Regions from separate parts of the Sus scrofa genome. Here all the other regions are linked to region 1. Evidence: chromatin contacts called from public HiChIP or PLAC-seq and promoter capture Hi-C data. All regions are on one chromosome and are shown on one strand. The core of a region is the stretch at or near the end of the contact, and the rest is flanking DNA. Distances in the headings are between cores, read along the strand shown.

Region 1 (4,064 bases), core at 636-3,135:
AGCTGCTTGGAGTTGGGCCCAAGTAAAGAGCCACCTGTACCTGGCCTGGCCAAGTTGGCCAAGTCGTATTTGCTCACCAGATAACTTGCAATGACAATTAAAAATATTTTTTTTGTGTTGGTTTTTGTTTTTGCTTTTGGCCATGCCAAAGGCGTGCAGAGTTTCCCAGGCCAGGGATCGAACTTGTGTCACAACACTGACAATGCCCGATCCTTAACTGCTAGGCCACCAGAACATACCTGAAAAAAATGTTTCCTTTTTAAATTGGGGGAAAACTGACACTTTCTAAAAGATACACATCTTACACATCAAGCACAGATGAGAGGAGGCAACACACAGCTCAAATGTGGCCATTTCTAGCATCCCAGGGAATTCCCTCCTGTTCCCTCCTAGTTACCCACACTGTTTTGACCTATCATAAAGATTAGTTTCACCTGTTTTTGAGCATCATCTAAATGAAATAATATTCTTTGGTATCTGGCTTTTTGCACTCAGCATAATGAATTTGAGATCCATCATGTTTCTTTTAGCAATAATTTGTTCTTGTTCATTGCTGTGTAGTATTTCATTTATATGGATATCTCCCCAAATTGAATTATTCATTCTATTTTGGCTTTTATCTTTTTTTTTCTTAAGGGCCACACCTGCAGCATATGGAAGTTCCCAAGCTAGGGGTTGAATCGAAGCTGTAGCTGGGGGCCTATGCCATAGCCACAACAACACGGGATCTGAGCCATGTCTGTGAACTACACTACTGCTCACAGCAACACTGGATCCTTAACCCACTGAGTGAGGCCAGGGATTGAATCTGCATCCTCATGGATCCTAGTCGGGTTTGTTACCGTTGAGCCACAATGGGAACCCCCTTCTGGCTTTTAAATTTTAAAAAATTAAGGTAGGAATTCCCCTTGTGGTGCAGTGGGTTAAGGATTCAGTGTTGTCACTGTAGTGGTCACTGCTGTGGTACAGTTTTGATCACTAGCCAGGGACTGCCACATGCTATGGGCGTGGCCAAAAAAAATCAAGGTATAACTTATACGCAGTAAAATTCACTCTCTTACATACATAGTTTGGTGGGTTTTGATGAATGCGGTTTGGTGTCTGCCACCACAATTAAAATATAGAACATTTTCATTCTGCCCTCCATGGATTATTTACAACTATTTCAGATTGTGTTGGGACTATGCCAGGAGTGGAACCATTAGGTTGTGGCATGTATATTTTCCACATAGTTCTCCAAAGTTGCTATACCAGCTTACCTTCTCTCACCAGCAGTGTCTGAGACTTTTGTTGCTCCATATTTTCATCAAAATTGATAAATGTTATTTCTTAACTAGAAAATGTGACTGTTTATAGCAAAGAGCTCTCGTAACTATCAAGTGGCTGAACCTACATGCTGTGATGGAGCAGAGCAGAGGTCCCAGCCCATTTTCTGACTCTCCTACACCAAAATACCTGATCTTAGTCTTAGTTTTTTTCTCAAGTTAGATTTTTTTTTTTGCTTTTTAGGGCTGCACCCTCAGCATATGGAGATTCCCAGGCTAGGGGTCCAATCAGAGCTACAGCTGCCGGCCTACACCAGAGCCACAGCAACGGAGGATCCAAGCCAGCTGAGTCTGCAACCTACACCACAGCTCAAGGCAGTGACGGATCCTTAACCCACTGATCGAGGCCGGGGATTGAACCCGCAACCTCATGGTTCCTATTGGATTCGTTTCTGCCGCACCACGATGGGAACTCCCTCAAGTCAGATTCTTAGAAAAGTTTAAGTGACTCTTGGGAGTTAACTAACTGTAAGTCACTGGCTTGAATCTGTCCAGTGACAACAGTTCACAACCATCTAGAAATTTAGATTTCTAAAAAGTCTTTAATCCCCAGAATTGAACACAGAGGCACCCTATTTTCCAGAAGCAATAAAACTGCTGGTGCAGAAATGAAGGATTGTTTATACAAGGAGGTCTATAGCCACATGGAATCTGGAAACAATCAGGAGAGGGAAGTTGAGTAATGGTGGGGGACTTGCTGTGCTGCAGCCTTGAAATTCATGCCTTGAGAGAATGTTGGATGATGTGAAGTTATTCATTCCATTGTTCAAAGAAGACGGTTATGGGACAGAAGGTAAGAAGCATTCCCACCCAACCCACACGGGAGTTTGTGTGGGTGCCAAGCAGTGCTGCTGGGACAGCCTCCGCCCCACCCGGCCCACACCAGCACGCACACCCCTGGAAGGGGCAGTGATGCAGCTGCCAGTCTCTGAGTCAGCGGGGCCTGGGGCAGCGGGAAGGGAAGAGGCCTCACGTGGCTGGGCCTGAGCTGCCTCGTGGGGCCTCCCGGCTCTCAGCCTTGCAGGAAGAGCAGCGTTTGAAAGGACGAATCACACAGTGCCTCGCCTTCCTGGAGCCCAGCCAAGACGTGGAGCCTGGGGCTCCCTGCGGGGAGGGCTCGGGGAGGGGGCGCCTCCTGGGTTGGGATTGGGCATACCTAGGATGGCGTCCATCCAGCCACGTGGGAAGGAAGCTCCCAAGGTTGGATTAGAGTGGGTAAACTAGGCTGGGGTTATGGCTTCTGGGAGCTGGGGGTGGGGGCTGGCGCAGTCTCTGGTGACTCTGAGGGGATGGGGGTGGGGGGAGCATGGAGAAGGGGGTACAAAAGGAAGGGGATGAAACAGGCTGAAATTTAAGGACCTGCACCCCTCCCTCAGCACATGCGTAACATCAGGAAAATTACTTGATCTCAGTGCCTCAACTTCCTCATCTGAAAAATGGGGATAGTGAAGCCACTCCTTCAAAGGCTATTGATTGGAGCAAATGAATTGGTGTATATAAATCACAAAGAACAGGGCCTGCTTCACATCAAGGGTTATCCAAGTCTGCTGTGGCTGTTATTACTTAGAACCAATGAGGGGATTACAAGACCACACAGGTGAAAAGGATAAACCTGAAAACATTAAAAGAAAGGAGCCAACCTGAGGGTTTGGGCCCTTTCTGCACATGGACATGCCCTTGGGTGACAGGTTACAAGGAAAAAGCCCAGTTGCTGTGTGTAGGAGACAGGAGGCCTACTGCACCAGAGTTAGCAGTTTGGAGGCTGTGGATGGGGGTTGGTGGAGACAGAGGAGGAAGCTGATTGGTGGTCCACATAGGGCAAGCCTGAGGGTGCCCCAGGGAGGTGGAGAGGTCAAGGCTTGCCCTACGTCTGTCTCTTTTATTCTAGGGCAACCATACTACTCAACCTCGGCCCATCTGGACTCTCAGTAAAGCAGATCCTTTCTTAGTTTCCTCCTCTACAGTTTGAGAAATGGCTAGATGTTCTTTTCTGGCTTTCTTTCTTTGGGCCACAGCATGCAGAAGTTCCCAGCCCAGGGATTGAACCCATACCACAGCAGCGACCTGAGCCGCTGCAGTAACAATACCAGATCCTTAATCCAATGTGCCACAAGAGAACTCCTGGTTAGATATGGAAGTTTCCAGGCCAGGGATTGAATCAGAGATACAGGCTGCAACCTATGCCGCAGCTGCAGCGACACCAGGTTCTCAACCCACTGTGCCACAGTGGGAACTCCATTCTTATCAGTCTTATCAGACATTCAAAATATCCACTGCCTGGGGCTGGCAGATTCCATCTAATTTCCCTCCCTCATCCAGAAGTAAGGGGTGGCTTAACCCATCTGCCTGAGGTCTCCAAGGTTTGTGAAGAGCATCAAGAAGGGTTTCCAGCTGTAAAAAACCATCGGGGCTATCTTGAGCAAGTGAGCTCCCTGACCCTGGAGGTGTGTAAGTGGCACCTGAGGGTTGGTCCTGATGTCTGGGAGAAGTAGTGGAGCTTCCCATCATGGGGGCCAGGCTGCCCATCAGTGACTCGGGCCCATGCAGTGGCTTGGGTGGATGGGGGGAAGGAGCCTACTGTCTAAATTGAGTCAGTATCAGTCACCATGTGCATTCGGGTTGTGGGCATCAAGGGGGAGTGGAAGAGGCCAACACTGTGGGGCAGGTCTCACCCTGACATGGGGTAGAGAACAATGGAGGCTGGGAGTGTGCAGAAGGGGCCAATATGAGGGGCTTCAG
Region 2 (4,064 bases), core at 826-3,325, 610 kb before region 1:
GTTTCCACACTTAGGGGAGAGAAACGAGTACATTACAATCATCTGTGGGGTTTTTTGTTTGTTTTTTAAGCTTACATAGCCCACTCCTTCTAAGACTCTGCTATCCCTCTATCAGAATGGCAAGGACCTGGGTTGATATAGTCTCAGAAGACCCCACAGATGAACCTGTTAGAACCACTGCTATTTTTTTTTTGCCACCCCCGCCCCTCCCCCATGGCATATGGAATTCCCAGGCCAGGGATCAGATCTGAGCCACGGCTGCAACCTCCGCCATAGCTGCAGTAACACCAGATACTTTAACCCACTATGCTGGGCCTGGGATGGAACCTGTGTCCCAGTGCGCCAGAGAGGGAACTCCAGAGCCACTGCTCGTAAAAGGTTTCATAAAACTCTTATCTGTAGGAGTTCCGCTGTGGCACAGTAGGTTAAGAATCTGACTTCGGCTGCCTGGGCTGCTGCTGAGTATGGGTTTGATCCCTGGCCTGGCACAGTGGGTTCATTGCCCCAGCTGTGGCATAGGTCGGATTCAGTCCCTGGACTGGGAACTTCCATATGCTTCAGGTGAAGCCATAAAACAAAAAACGCTACTTTTAGAAATTTCTGGGTACAACGGTAGAGAGCAGACACTCATGTCCTCTCAGCCCATCTAAATGGGACTATGAGAAGACTGACAAAATCCAGACAGGTAAAGTATCTGCACCCAGAATCATGTGAAAAAAATTCCAAATTAACAGTCCAAATATCTATCACTGTTAGCATAACCAAACATTTGGTTGTATCTGCTTTCCTAGATTTGCAAGGCCACATAGTATTCAGAATTCCTTGGTATCAAAGCTGACTTATATGCATGATGAATGGCAGAGCCTTGTTGGGGACCAGAAAAAATAAACCAATGAATGGGGCAGAAAGCCACACTGACAAATAAATTAAATCTGCATAACTGCCAAAGGCCTCAGATATATTATGCAGCACAGAGTCTCTGATTTTCATTTTGGTCTCCCAGGCAGCAGCTTCATCTCAGGCTTGCCCAAGGCCATTCACATTAGGGAGTCACAGAACCTCGTTCTGGAAAAGTGACTGTTCTTATCATTCACAAAGTGTGAGCAAAGTGCAGAAAACATGAGTTCAGATTCCAGCAGCAAATTACTAAAACACAAAACATTAGCCATGCTGGTGCTAAAGCGCTGGGCTCCAGCTCCACAGTCCAAGTGAGTGGGCAGTGAAGCATCACCTGAGGAAGCCCATGAACATAACTGGTATGAAGAGGGCCCCAAGCTCCATGAGTCAGGACAGAAGAGCTGTGTCATGATTTGTATGGAAGGAGAAAAGACAGTTGTTTTTCTTATCCCTAGAAAGAAAAAAAGGAAGAGGGCTAAAAATACCACCCTTAGGCTTGTGCAATCAGAAACTGTTAAAAAATGGGTTTAAGTGCATACACTGTATTGATATTTATTTAAGACTCAACCTGTCGCAGGTACTAAGCGAATATCGCGGGGCCTTTGCTGCTCAAAGCGCGGGCTGCGGAGCAGTGGCCTCAGCCTCACCTGGAAGCTGGTGAGAAACGCAGAATCGCAGGCCTCATCTCAGATTTACATACAAAATCAAAATCTTCAGATCCCCAGGTGATGCGCATGCATATGAAGTATAGTAAGAGGAGCCGCTGAGCATCTCACTACATTCTCACAACAGACCAGGGGGGCGAGTACTGCCATTACCTCCGTCTCATAGCGGGAAAAAAAATCGAGGTTCTGGTAAGACGTTTGGGCAAGGTCACAGGACTCCGGGTCGCCGATGTTCTCCCTAAAGCCGGGCCTGCGACAGCCTGGGCCGGGAAGCACCGCGCCCGGCCTCCGCGCACGCCCGGTGCCGAGAGGCGCTGGCCAAGGCCCACGTCGGCAGAGAGCGCCGCTACGACCTCCTCCCCGGCCGCCGCCACTCACCTGAGCCTGGCAAGCGCCGGCGCTGCAACACCAGACCCCACTCCCGCAGACGGCGGCTCCGCGGCCACTTCTTCGGCTACACCTGGGCCTCACAGCTCCACTTCCGGCCAAATGCCCGCTACTTCCGGCCGCTACGTGAGCGACGGGTGCGGCCAAGGCTCAAAACTCTTTCAGCGTTTCCCAGGGACGTTCCCTAGCGTCTCCCAGAGATTCTGCGGAAGGACGTTGCTGAAGAGACAAGGGGAATCCAAGACCTGAGGAGAGGAAACACCACCGTGGATGGACCGCTCTGGAAGTTACCGAATAGCCTAAACACAGGTTCGAATCTCAGATCGCTACTGAGAGTTTTATGGCTTTGGGGAAGTCACGTAAATCCTCTAAGCCAAGTTTCTCATCTGTATAATGAGGTAATCATGCATTTATAATAGAGATGTATCTACAAAGTGCTCTCAGGAGGAGAGTTAGTGATGGATAGAAGATTACCCTGTTAGGGGAAATGGATGTGAGGAGCTGAATAAGGAGGCCAGAGCTTTGACAGATGAACCCAGGTGATCTTCCACCTCCCCAAGAAGGCGGGGGCGGGGGCGGGGGCCTTCTTTCCTCCTGAGTGGGTATGGACAGCTAGGCAAGGAAGAGACACTCGAGACTTTCCAGGAGGACTTGACCCCAGACAGCCGTTCCTAGGCGCACTGGAGACTGCTGATCAGGGTGGTCACACCTTGTCTGTGCCTTGGCTGCTGGTCCGCCCATCCTGAGGGAACCTGAGAAATGGTGCTTCCTCCAGGGAACCATCTTGATGGGGAGACAAAATCAATTGTAGGAAGGACACTTCCTTGCAAGGAGGGGCAAGCTTGGCATCTCAATACCTAAGCTCTGTGGAGGACACTGTTTGGGACACCGCTGCTTGGAGAGGGTTCTCTCACTTGGGCCAGACCAGGGCAAACACTGGGAGTTGCCGATTTATGACTCTGTCCTTGCCGTCAGAACCCAGAGCGCCCAGGAGATGAGATGAACCGTAATTGCTCCTAGGCAGCCATAACAATCCTGATCGTCTTTGCCAAATACTCAATTTCCCAGCCTCCCTTGAAGTGGGAAGAGCCTATGACTCAGCTCTAGCCCACAAAATTTAAAGGGAACGGTGCTGTGGAACTTCTGGGAAAGGTTTTACTTTCATGATACAGTGCTGCTGCCTCATTCACTTCACAGAGCTGTGGCTGCCGCCTTGTGGTAAAGAGGGAACAATGTGCCACAGATAGTGTAGGAAGGCAAGAAGTCTAGGTCCTTAATGAACCAAGCCCTGTGACACTATTGATGCCTATGTTCAGACTTTTTATCAGGTGAGGATGAATAAACCACTCTTTGAGGTCCTGTAACTCAGGCTGCATTACTTGTAGCAGAGTACATTCTTGCTTGGGGAGCTTCATGAGGATGAGCAAAGGAATGATCATAAAAATCTGCTCCCTCCTTGAAGCACACTTGGGTCCCTTCTGCCTTTGGGGCCTCACCACTAATTACAAATTGGTTCTTACTGCTAATTACAAACATTTCACGTCTGTGTTCTGCCCTCAGACTTCAGCTCATCACTGTAGGGTGGCTCAGGATGCTGCAGGCTGCATCTGGTTCTGTAGCCTCCCCTGCCTTCTGGCCAACAGCCTGGTATCCAGTTTTATATATATATATGTATTTTTTTTTTTTTGGCCTTTTTAGGCCATACTTGCAGCATATGGAGATTCCCAGGCTAGGGGCCTAAGGGGAGCTGCAGCTGCTGGCCTACACCACAGCCACAGCAACACAAGATCTGAGCCGCGTCTGCACCTACACCACAGCTCAAGGCAACGCGGGATCCTTAACCTGCTGAGTGAGGCCAGGGATTGAACCAGCAACCTCATGGTTCCTAGTCGGACTCGTTTCCACTGAACCGCGAGGGGAACTCCCAACAGATTCTGAGCAGGAACTAGTTGGAGACCCTTTTGGCGACAGGCAGACCTGAAGAGAAAGCCCTGTCAGGCAGGAACGTGGAACCACTACTCCTCCTAGCCACAGGGAGGAGCTTGGGCTTTGGGCCAACCTCCAGGCACGGCCCAGTAAGCACCTCCAGTCTCATGCCTCCTCTGGAAAATGTTT
Region 3 (4,064 bases), core at 468-2,967, 570 kb before region 1:
CTACAGCTCCAATTCGACCCCTAGCCTGGGAACCTCCATATGCCGCGGGATCGGCCCAAAGAAATAGCAAAAAGACAAAAAAAAAAAAAAAAAAAAAAAGAATTCTGAGTTTTCATCTATGTCCTCCCTCACCCAACAAGCTCTTGGGCTCCAAGACCTTCAGATTTACAGTGAAGTCTATCTAAAGTGAATACCCATTCGCAATACTCTCTGCTTAATTACTCTTTGTGGTCTCCCACAGCTTGCTGAGCGATGGATCTGCCTCCCCAAGCCAGATGGTTCTCCTAGCCTCCAGTGTTCCCAGGGTCATTGTGTTGACCATAATATATGGTACTTGTCTGTGGTACTCCGTATACATGGAGGTGCTATACTCTGTTCCCGGCAAGCTCCTCCTAGCCCAAGGCTGTAGCCGAAGCTTTCAACAGTCTGGAGGTCAGCTTTGCTGAGGGGAACCTCCTCTGCCCCTCCACCTTCCTGAGGATTAACTATGACTTCAGGAAGAAGGAAGACACATGATACAGAGGGAGGGCAACCACTCCTTGATCTAACCACTACTCCAAGGAACCTCCCAAATCACATAGTCGAAAGGGATCACGTGGTAGAATGGGAAACTTCAGGACCTGCCTTAGGACACAGTAATGCCTTTTGACCTTTGCAATACTTACACACTATTGTAAAGTCATCAAACAAAGGAATTTTTTTTTCTTTTTTTGGATATTAGCAGAGGACAAATTCTGGGGTCTAAAAAAAAAATTCATCGAGATTATCAGAGGTCTGTAACATTCACCAAAATAATTTATCCCTGACTTCCCATGATACTCCTGACAGGAGTTGCCTCAGCAGTAGAGCTGGCCCTGAATCTGCCCTTAATGTTAATCCTTGACTGCTGAAGTCCATGAAGGAAAGAGACGGCTGAATTGCCCAATGAGGGTGTTAGCAGTGGGTCAAGGCCTATGACACAGAGGGTCTAGGGGGGCACTCTCTACTCTTTGCTTTGTTAGGGATGAGAAGATCTGGCTGAGAAGGTGGCTACGGAGAAGGAACGATGACTTGAGGGCTGGAGGCATGAGATAATAAGGGAGATGAAATACTCAAGTCCCAAGTCTGGAAGATGGGTGAAGAGACCGGGCTAGCTTTAGGCTATGCCAAGTTTAAAATCACAATCAAGTAGATCAGAGATGGCAAGCAAGAAGGAGCTAAGGGAGCGGGGCTGAAGGTGAAGTCAGGATAAAGATCCGTGTTTGGGAGCCTTTGTCTAGAAGGAAACAGTTCTCAGAGACAGCTTTGGAAGTGTCCACGGTGAAGGGGAATCATCCAGAGCCCAGGCTTGCAGTTCATCACCGGCCTCGGGGTACGCACGAGGAGGTAATTTGTTTCTCCCAGAGAGGGGCGAAAGCAGGGATGGGGCAGGTGGCTGGAACAGTCTCTTCTCGCCTTGAGGAGAGCGTCCCTTGGCGGACGGGAGGGTCTGGTCTCGGCATACTCAACCTTCAGCGTCGGGAAGACCCCAGCAATTCCGATGCAAGGGGACCACGCCCCAGGTTGCTTATCCGGAAAACGGCGCTATGCTACCCGGGGTCTGAGCAAGAGCTCTGCGCTCCCAGCACTGCTTTCCCGACCCGGACGTTCCCAGACTGCCGCCGCAGCCACCCCTGAGACAGAAAGTAATCCCCACGGTGCTTTCCCGGGACCCCAGGCCGGAAACCGGGCCACCGCCTTCCGCCACCAGCCGGAAGTGCCTGCTACTCGGGGCAGAGGAGCTTCCGGTGAGTCCGCGAGGGAGCTGCGGCTCACCATGGCGAACTCTTTGGTCGGGAAGAAGATCGTGTTTGTCACGGGGAACGCAAAGAAACTAGAGGAGGTGCTGGGAGGGTGTGGGAAGCCTACAAGGAGGAGGCTGGGGGGTTGCGTGTGGCACGGCTGGCTGGGGAGAGGGCGGAGAAGGAGCTTCCAGGCGGAGCGAAGCGTGCGAGTGGAGGAGCGGAGGGGGAACAGAGAGAGTCGGACTCGGAGGGATAGGTTGGACCGGGAGGAATGGGTTGGGTTGGACCTGGAAGGGGATGGGCCGCGCGTAGTGGGACCGTCACGTGTGCTGGGTAGGGACGACCCGGGATTGGCCTTGCTAGAATCCGGGCTTGTGATCTCAGGGGCTTCAGGAGATCACCTGGCTTCAGGAGCCAGGTGGGGTCCTATTCCAAAAGCCACCTCTTAAGTTAGATTCCCAAACCGGAACCCCGATACCCCTCTGCAGCTGATCCAGACCCCGCTGCTGGCCTGGACTTGGCAGGGGCTGGACATGCCGTGGGGTCAGACATCCAAACGGAGCCATCCACCCTTCTCCACGGTCCAAAAATGTGGTCCTTAGCCTCTCCCAGCCTGTTTATTCATCTGTGAAATGGGAACGATGCGGGAGTTCCGCTTCACAGCGCAATGGAGAGGAGGAGTGAAGGACGCAATAGATCCAAAGTTCCTGTCTACAAGGCTAGACTTTGTGGCTAGCAGTGAGGATTCTGGGGGTTGATGGAACAGTTTTGGCTGCAAATAGTAGACACAGGGAGCTCATGTAAACCATCAGGTGACAACGTGGGAATTCAGAGGTATGCCGTCCACAGGACTTGAGGAATCTTAGGAGTCCCTCTGGAGGGGCTTATTTGTCCCAGTTCTCTCTGGATGCCCATCCTTTTTCCACTTGAGATCTTTCTGCATTTTTCCCTCCTGGTGAAGGAGGCAGTGAGGCTTCTGCCAGACATCAGCTCTTTATTTTTTAGGGCCACACCCACGGCATATGGAGGTTCCCAGGCTAGGGGTCTAATCGCAGCTGCAGCTGCTGGCCTACACCAGAGCCACAGCAACGCAGGATCTGAGCCACGTCTGCAACCTACACCACAGCTCACCACAATGCTGAATCCTTAACCCACTGAGCAAGGCCAGGGATCGAACCCGCAACCTCATGGTTCCTAGTCGGATTCGTTAACTACTGAGCCACGACGGGAACTCCCAGACATCAGCTCTGATTGGCCTTAATTGGGTCAAGTGTTTGACCCTGTTCAGACAGCCATGGCCAAGGAGGTGGGTCATGTGTGCGGAATCAAGATGACACCCACTGGGTATGTCTGAGGCAGACCAGCGGAGCACAATCATTAGGAGACCCTTAATTTTTCCACAGCATAGAGACTGATGGCACTTCTTTGTCATTATAAGGTGGCCTTCTCAGAAGCCAGAACCCTGTGCTGATAAAAGGTTTGCCATCCTGAGGCCAGACCAGTCAAGCAGACAGGCAGTGCCACCCTGAACAGAGCCCCATGCAAGGTGGTGGGTGCCAACTCCCAAGCCCACTTCTACCTCTGGTTGAGAATATGGCCCTCCTGCATTTATAGAAGAGGCTGTAGAGGTTCCCATGTGGCTCAGTGGATTAAGGATCTGGTGTCACTGCTGTGGCTCAGGTCACTGTTGTGGTGCAGGCTTGATCCCTGGCTCTGGAATTTTCTCATGTGGTAGGTGTGGCAAAAAGAAAAAAGAAGAACATGCAGGAGTGGCCAGAGAAGGCTCATTGGAGAAGAAGATGGACTTTAAGTTGGCCTAAAATAGGGAATTTTAACTGCATCTCACAGAACCCCACTGGCAGTATGATGAAGCCTATGGACTCTCAGGAAAATATTTTTATTTTTATTTTTTTTGTCTTTTCTAGGGCCGCACTTGTGGCATATGGAGGTTCCCAGGCTAGGGGTCTAATTGGAGCTGTTGCTGCCGGCCTACACCATAGCCATAGCAACTTGGGATCCGAGCCATGTCTGTGACCTACACCACAGCTCATGGCAACACCAGATCCTTAACCCACTGAGCAGGGCCAGGGATTAAACCCGCAACCTCATGGTTCCTAGTTGGATTTGTTACCCACTGAGCCATGACAGGAACTCTGGAAAATATTTTTAAATGTACAAAGTAGAGTACGTAGGATTACAAAGGAAATCAATTCTATTGAATTACAGTTTTCAAAATATAAATATTTGTGATCTGGTTACATATGCTTTATTAATATATCAAAGGATTCAACTTATCAGTGT

Evidence for each region. Promoter capture Hi-C pulls out the DNA fragments that hold promoters and counts their contacts. HiChIP or PLAC-seq counts read pairs in DNA pulled down with a chosen protein or histone mark.
Region 2: a promoter capture Hi-C map of fetal liver shows a contact between it and region 1, with 2.7 times the contacts expected there. The contact joins the promoter of UBOX5 here to the promoter of AP5S1 in region 1. A contact is called at or near these places in 1 of 5 promoter capture datasets (fetal liver), 1 of 47 Hi-C or Micro-C datasets (liver) and 1 of 2 datasets of contacts at active chromatin or transcription factors (alveolar macrophages).
Region 3: an H3K27ac HiChIP or PLAC-seq map of alveolar macrophages shows a contact between it and region 1. The contact joins the promoter of ITPA here to the promoter of AP5S1 in region 1. A contact is called at or near these places in 1 of 47 Hi-C or Micro-C datasets (skeletal muscle) and 1 of 2 datasets of contacts at active chromatin or transcription factors (alveolar macrophages).

What each region holds. Positions count from the first base shown.
Region 1 is chr17:31,904,654-31,908,717 of Sscrofa11.1, reverse strand. It overlaps AP5S1 (AP-5 complex subunit sigma-1), which reads left to right and starts at 1,885. Exons shown (of 5, transcript XM_021077709.1): 1 at 1,885-2,118.
Region 2 is chr17:32,518,623-32,522,686 of Sscrofa11.1, reverse strand. It overlaps UBOX5 (RING finger protein 37), which reads right to left and starts at 2,075. Exons shown (of 6, transcript XM_001925847.5): 1 at 1,941-2,075. FASTKD5 (FAST kinase domain-containing protein 5, mitochondrial) reads right to left here and starts at 2,062. Exons shown (of 2, transcript XM_021078352.1): 1 at 1,941-2,062.
Region 3 is chr17:32,472,480-32,476,543 of Sscrofa11.1, reverse strand. It overlaps ITPA (inosine triphosphate pyrophosphatase), which reads left to right and starts at 1,717. Exons shown (of 9, transcript XM_021077577.1): 1 at 1,717-1,861. The coding sequence starts at 1,796.